Regions from separate parts of the Gossypium hirsutum genome. Here region 2 is linked to region 1. The links are chromatin contacts, called in public Hi-C maps. All regions are on one chromosome and are shown on one strand. Each heading gives the region's core, a stretch centred on a gene start, on an enhancer-like site or on the middle of the called end of the contact. The rest is flanking DNA. Distances are from core to core; before and after follow the strand shown. Region 1 holds the start of LOC107900936 (NDR1/HIN1-like protein 6). Region 2 holds the start of LOC107900924.

Evidence for each region. A called contact is a pair of places that touch in the nucleus more often than the background predicts.
Region 2: a Hi-C map of leaf shows a contact between it and region 1, with 2.3 times the contacts expected there. The contact joins the promoter of LOC107900924 here to the promoter of LOC107900936 in region 1. A contact is called at or near these places in 2 of 34 Hi-C or Micro-C datasets (callus and leaf).

What each region holds. Positions count from the first base shown.
Region 1 is chrD08:49,774,043-49,776,858 of Gossypium_hirsutum_v2.1, forward strand. LOC107900936 (NDR1/HIN1-like protein 6) reads left to right here and starts at 1,454. Exons shown (of 2, transcript XM_016826727.2): 1 at 1,454-2,530. The coding sequence starts at 1,818.
Region 2 is chrD08:50,141,404-50,144,219 of Gossypium_hirsutum_v2.1, forward strand. It overlaps LOC107900924, which reads left to right and starts at 1,427. Exons shown (of 14, transcript XM_041098271.1): 1 at 1,427-2,458; 2 at 2,587-2,673. The coding sequence starts at 2,033. LOC107900926 (UDP-D-xylose:L-fucose alpha-1,3-D-xylosyltransferase MGP4) reads left to right here. Exons shown (of 4, transcript XM_016826709.2): 4 at 457-982. The coding sequence ends at 666. It overlaps TRNAG-UCC (transfer RNA glycine (anticodon UCC)), which reads right to left and starts at 1,229; the gene lies at 1,158-1,229.

The sequences.
Region 1 (2,816 bases), core at 204-2,703:
TAGCTTGGCACACGGCCGTGTGACGTCGACAGAATGCATTTCGGCTTTTCACTGTTCGCTATTTTTTTCGAGTTTTTCATTACACGCCTAGTCATTTTTCGATGTGAACGCAATCGTGAAAATTCCAATACCTAAATCGCCATTCCAAAAAGAATTAATAAGCAAGTCTCGCACTAAATCCGTCCACTAACTCGAACGCAACCAATCCATTAATACGAACTAACAAAACTAGCCCTTAATTAACACTTTCATCACTTACCTTTTGCAAAACAATAGCCAATAGAAGTTCAATTCACTGGAGGATCCAAAAATTCACGTTCCCCGCCTAACCAACATTACAAAATAACCGTTAATTTCAACGTCACAACGATATAAAACACTCAAAGCAAACATACGAAGAATTACCCACGACGAACTTACAAATCTAATTCTGAAATACTTACCACACACAGTCGTCATAAATTAATTGGCAAAGAGGCAACAAAATCGAGAATAACAAGAACAAGAAGGAAGATCAAAGAAAAAAGCTAAATGAAATAGGGAGGGCGACAGAAGAAGAAATTAACAAAGAAAAAAAGGAAAAAACATGAAATTGATACAAAAACACAAAAAAAAAACGCGAAGAGTGAAGGGAGAGTGGAGAGTGGAGAGTTGGACGGTTGAGGGAGAAAATTTAGGGGAAAATACGTCACCACTATTTTTTTACAACTACCCCACTAACTCCTATCATTATCCACATCAGATTTTTCCCAGAGTTTAAAACATACGCGAGAAAAACCTTACCACTAAATCAACAAACTTATTCTTTTCAAAACTTGTGCGGGAATTAAATTTAAGTCAAATATCTAAAGATAGAGATAGGAACAAAAATTCCAAAGAAAATGATTTGAACACAAGACCTCAAGCACACAACTAAATACTTAATCACTAAACCAGATCAATTTACATAATAACATTTTCACAATCCTAACTCAAAATTAAGATGTAACCACTCTTGATTTCATAAACCTAATTTTTTCTAACCCGATTTTTGGGATATTACAGATTATATCTATAAATGTATGCATAATATAGAAGTACATAGAGTTTAACAGAATTTTTAATTGCTACCGTTTAGACTAGACCTATCCATGGGCCAGGCGGCCCAGCCCGACGGCCCGCCCAAAATATGGGAGGGTTCGGGTAAAAATATAGGCCCGAAATATGGGCTTGGGCAAAAAAATGAGGCCGTTTAAAAAATGGGCCGGGCTCGGACTCAACTTTTTTGGCCCAAGCCCGGCCCGACCCGGCCCGAATATAATAAATATTTTTTTTTTATTTTTTAATTTTAAAATACTTTAAATATATATTTTTTATTTTTTTTATTTTTAAAATATTTTTTTTGTGTTTATTAAAAATCGGGTGGGTCGGGTCGGGCCGGGCCGGGCCTAAGAGTCGGGCCAAAATTTTTTCCGGGCCCGGCCCAAACCCGGCCCATGGACAGATATAGTTTAGACTCTATGACTGAAATCTGAAAAGCAATAGAAGAAATTGAAGTTAATTGTTTGATATGAATTACATTTGTTGTTGACATGCATATGTACAAGTGTTTGGGTGGGGCCATTTAATAACTTGTTTAAATAGATCCAAACCAAGTAACTGAAACAAGTACCAACATCCTTCACATTCTTCTCCTTTTGCTTGCTCTGTCTTCTTTTCAATTTTCAAAGCAATTTAATTCTCACTTACAATGACAGATAATTGTACGTAAATAAGCCACCTTTTTATTTTCTTTTTTAATCCAAGTCCACGATAGAATCATTTTTTACATACAAGCGATGTCCGACGCTCCATTTCCATCGGCCCTCAACAAGCCACCCGGATACAATGACCCTAACTCGCCCGCTGGGTTTAAACCGCCGCCGCGAAAGCCGGTTCTTCCGCCATCTTTCCGGCCCAAGAAAAAGAAGGGCAGTGTTTGTTGCTGCTGTTTCTGCATCTCTTTCTCGATCTTGATTGCCCTGATCATCATCTTCGCCGCCGTTTTCTACTTTTCGGTCAACCCCAAATTACCACGCTTCCACGTCCGGTCATTCCAAATCCCCCGCTTCAACGTCACAGAAACACCCGACGGTACCTACCTCGACGCCACGACGATGACGGTAATGGAAGTGAGGAATCCCAACGGGAAGATGACGTATTATTACGGCGATACGGCGGTCGACATCAGCGTCGGAGAAGGCGAGGACGAGACTGAGCTCGGGACGGCGAAGGTGCCCAAGTTCACGTCGAGGAAACAAAACACGACTAGCTTGAAAGTGGAGACGAAGGCGAGCAACAAGCAGGTGGATAATACGTTGGCGAATAGGCTTCTGAGTGGGTACAAATCGAAGAGTTTGGCGGTGAACGTGGCGGCTCGGACGAAAGTTGGAGTGGGTGTGGCGGGGTTGAAGACTGGCATGTTGGGGGTTACCGTTAAGTGTAAAGGAATCACCATGAAACAGCTCGACGGTGATGATATGCCTAACTGCCTCATCCACACCTTAAGATGGTAAACACGACGTTAAACTCTTCCATTTTCATTATTTTTAAGGTCAAATTGTGGTCTCCATCCCTCTACTAAGTTTAAATTGGATATTTAGTACCTATTTTAATTTTACATAATTGGTTGCTTTTCTTTTATAATAGGGATAATATAAAACTGGGCCCCTGAACTTATTCATTTCTACCTAGCTAGTTCCTAAATTTTTTTGGATATTCTATCAATCAAGTTGGTATCTCTGCACCAACACTATTAATTTGTGTTAATTGTGACATTGCTAGCGGATCGAATGGTG
Region 2 (2,816 bases), core at 177-2,676, 370 kb after region 1:
TGTGGCTAGCTCCTCAAGGTTCGGAGTTTCAGACAATATCCTGTGCTTGTTCTACATGCCATAATTTGAAAAAACTTTGCTAATACATGTACATCCTTTGATCAGCGCTGCACTTAGTGCATTCATATTCAAATGAATTCTCAGTAGTGTGTAATTGCATATTTTGTTAATCGGGAACTTGGAAATCGGCTTACCATAATGCTAAAGGAACATCTATTGTTAATCCAATCCAATATTTAGAAAGTCCTACTTGCATTTCTGGTCCATTGCAAAGTGTTGCTCTTGGTTTGGGTATGTAAAGTCTCTGGGGTGTTAGATTTGTGGTTCTACGAGCCCTTTTTCTCTCTCGCTCTCTGTCTTTAATATTCATAATAGATGGTGTGTGATATATTATTAAAATTTGTGGTATTAAGATTTGATTTTCTGATAATCATACATTAATAATATGTTCTGCAGGTGGATCTCTACCTGCTTCCTCAGGCAGCATTCCCAACAGGAGGATTATACTTCAAGAACCAGACATGGGTGCAGCAAACCAAGGGATTGCACGTCATAATTCATAATAATTACATCATCGGCTTTGAAAAGAAGATCAAGCGCTTCCAAGATTATGGCCTTTGGTTTGTTGATGATCATGCCCTTGACTCCCCTCTAGGCAGATTATGAAAAAGCTGGAATACCATCTGATTGCGTTCTGCATAACCAATTACATCCTCAAAAACCGTCCTAAGAGGTGGAACATCCAGTTTGATAATCTTCTTCACAAAACCATCTGCTTCGATGCTCTCGGATAGGCATTGATCATTAGCAGAAGACACTGCAGATGGATGTGGACCTTTAGCAGCTAAGAATGCTCAGTTCTTCAGCAAAATTTTTAAATTTAAATAGTGTTCAAACAGGGCAAAGTCCAAATATTCTGTTGAAATTCACTATAAACTTTTGTTTCCAGAAAAGACTTGATCAATCAATCAAATTTTTGTCACAATGTTTTTACTTAACATTATGCAAATACAATATATATTCTTTGCTGTTATAATATCTGTCTCAGCTAACATCTATTCTTTGATAGCTTTGCTAAAAATCCAATGCTGACACAGGATCTGATTGCTATATTATGCATAAAAAATGCTCTCACAAAAAGCAAAGAAAATATCACATGCGTTTGCCGGGAGTCGAACCCGGGTCTATTGCTTGGAAGGCAATTATCCTTACCGTTGGACTACAAACGCCTGCCTGGAATGGGTGGCAGATAGAATATATTAGTACCATAAAAAAAGTGTCGGCCAACTATTCCTGAAAACAGATATATTGTTTTTCTGTCATTAATAAACTAACTGGTCTCAATAAAAAGCGATAAACAAGAATCTATCATCTATCATCTGTCATCTGTCATCTCTCATACTGATTTTATTTTTATTGGTCAGAAGGAAAAATAAATAATTAACAGCAGCCCCATGCCGATAATTTTACTGAAATTAAAATATATTATAAAAACGTGGCAGGAATATCTTAATTATTTAAAGCTAAAAACATAAATAAAAAGTTATTTAAGGCTAAAGAAAAAATAATAATTAAAGACAGAACACGCTAAAATAAAGGGGAATAATAATATTATAAGATTCTCGACCGAAGAGATTACAGCTCGCAGCCAAATTCTACTGATCTGATCTTACGTTTTGTGTTTTTTTTTACTAATCTATTACTCTTTTGCTTTCCCTTCGTAGTAAAAATCTGTAAATTCCCCCGCCCCCCCCCCAAAAAAATCTCGTGCCGTCTGTCAATTATTGTGTATGTCACTCTATTCATCTTTGACAATTCAATGATCCATTCAAAATCCATCTAAATGCTATTGTTGCCATATCACAAGCTTCCTCTTTCTGTAATAAATAAACTTTAATACATCCCACTTTCTAGTCTTTGCTTTGCTTTGCTTTGTTGGGTGTGTTTCGTTTATTTGTTCTAGTTATTTTAGACTGAGTTTTCTTTTTGCGTTTCAAGAGCTAAGTTTTTTTTTTTTTGGATGAGAATGTAAATGGGTTCCTTAGAAAACGGGATCTCGTTGAAGAGAGCCGGTAGTAGGAACGAAAGGAACCCGTTTTCGAGCCGACCCAGATCGAGATTTTCTCGGCTTTTGCTCTTCAAGAAGCTAGATTATCTCCAATGGATTTGCACCGTTGCTGTTTTCCTCTTCTTTGTTGTGTTTTTCCAAATGTTTTTGCCCGGTTCAGTAATGGACAAATCTCAAGGTTCCTTCTTGGATGATAAAGATTCGGTATTTGGAGAATTGAGTTATTTGAAAGAGATGGGTGGGCTAGATTTTGGTGAAGATATCAGATTGGAACCGTGCAAGCTATTAGAGAAGTTTCAGAGAGAAAATAAACTAGTCAATTTGGATTCTTCATCTGGTTTCAACCGGAGTCAACACCGTTTCCATTATAGAAAACCTCAGCTTGCATTGGTTAGTTAAAATTGTCTCTTACTTTTGTTGATTCAATCAATGGATACATTTTTAAGGGGGTCAGTTTTTGTTGTTGGATCTTTTGCTGCATGCTGATATTTATAGTGCTGTTTTACTTCAAAATGAAGGTGTTTGCTGATCTATTGGCTCACCCACAACAATTGCTAATGGTGACCATTGCAACCGCATTGAAAGAGATTGGGTATGAACTTCAGGTAAATGACAATGAGTTCTATGCAGTTCATGATTTGTGAGTTTGACCTCTTTTAGTTTTAATTGTTGAATTCTGTTGTTTAGTCAAGAAAACCCTAAATGTCTTTTCAGCTGATAACTTAGTGCTTGTATATTGCTGGGAATG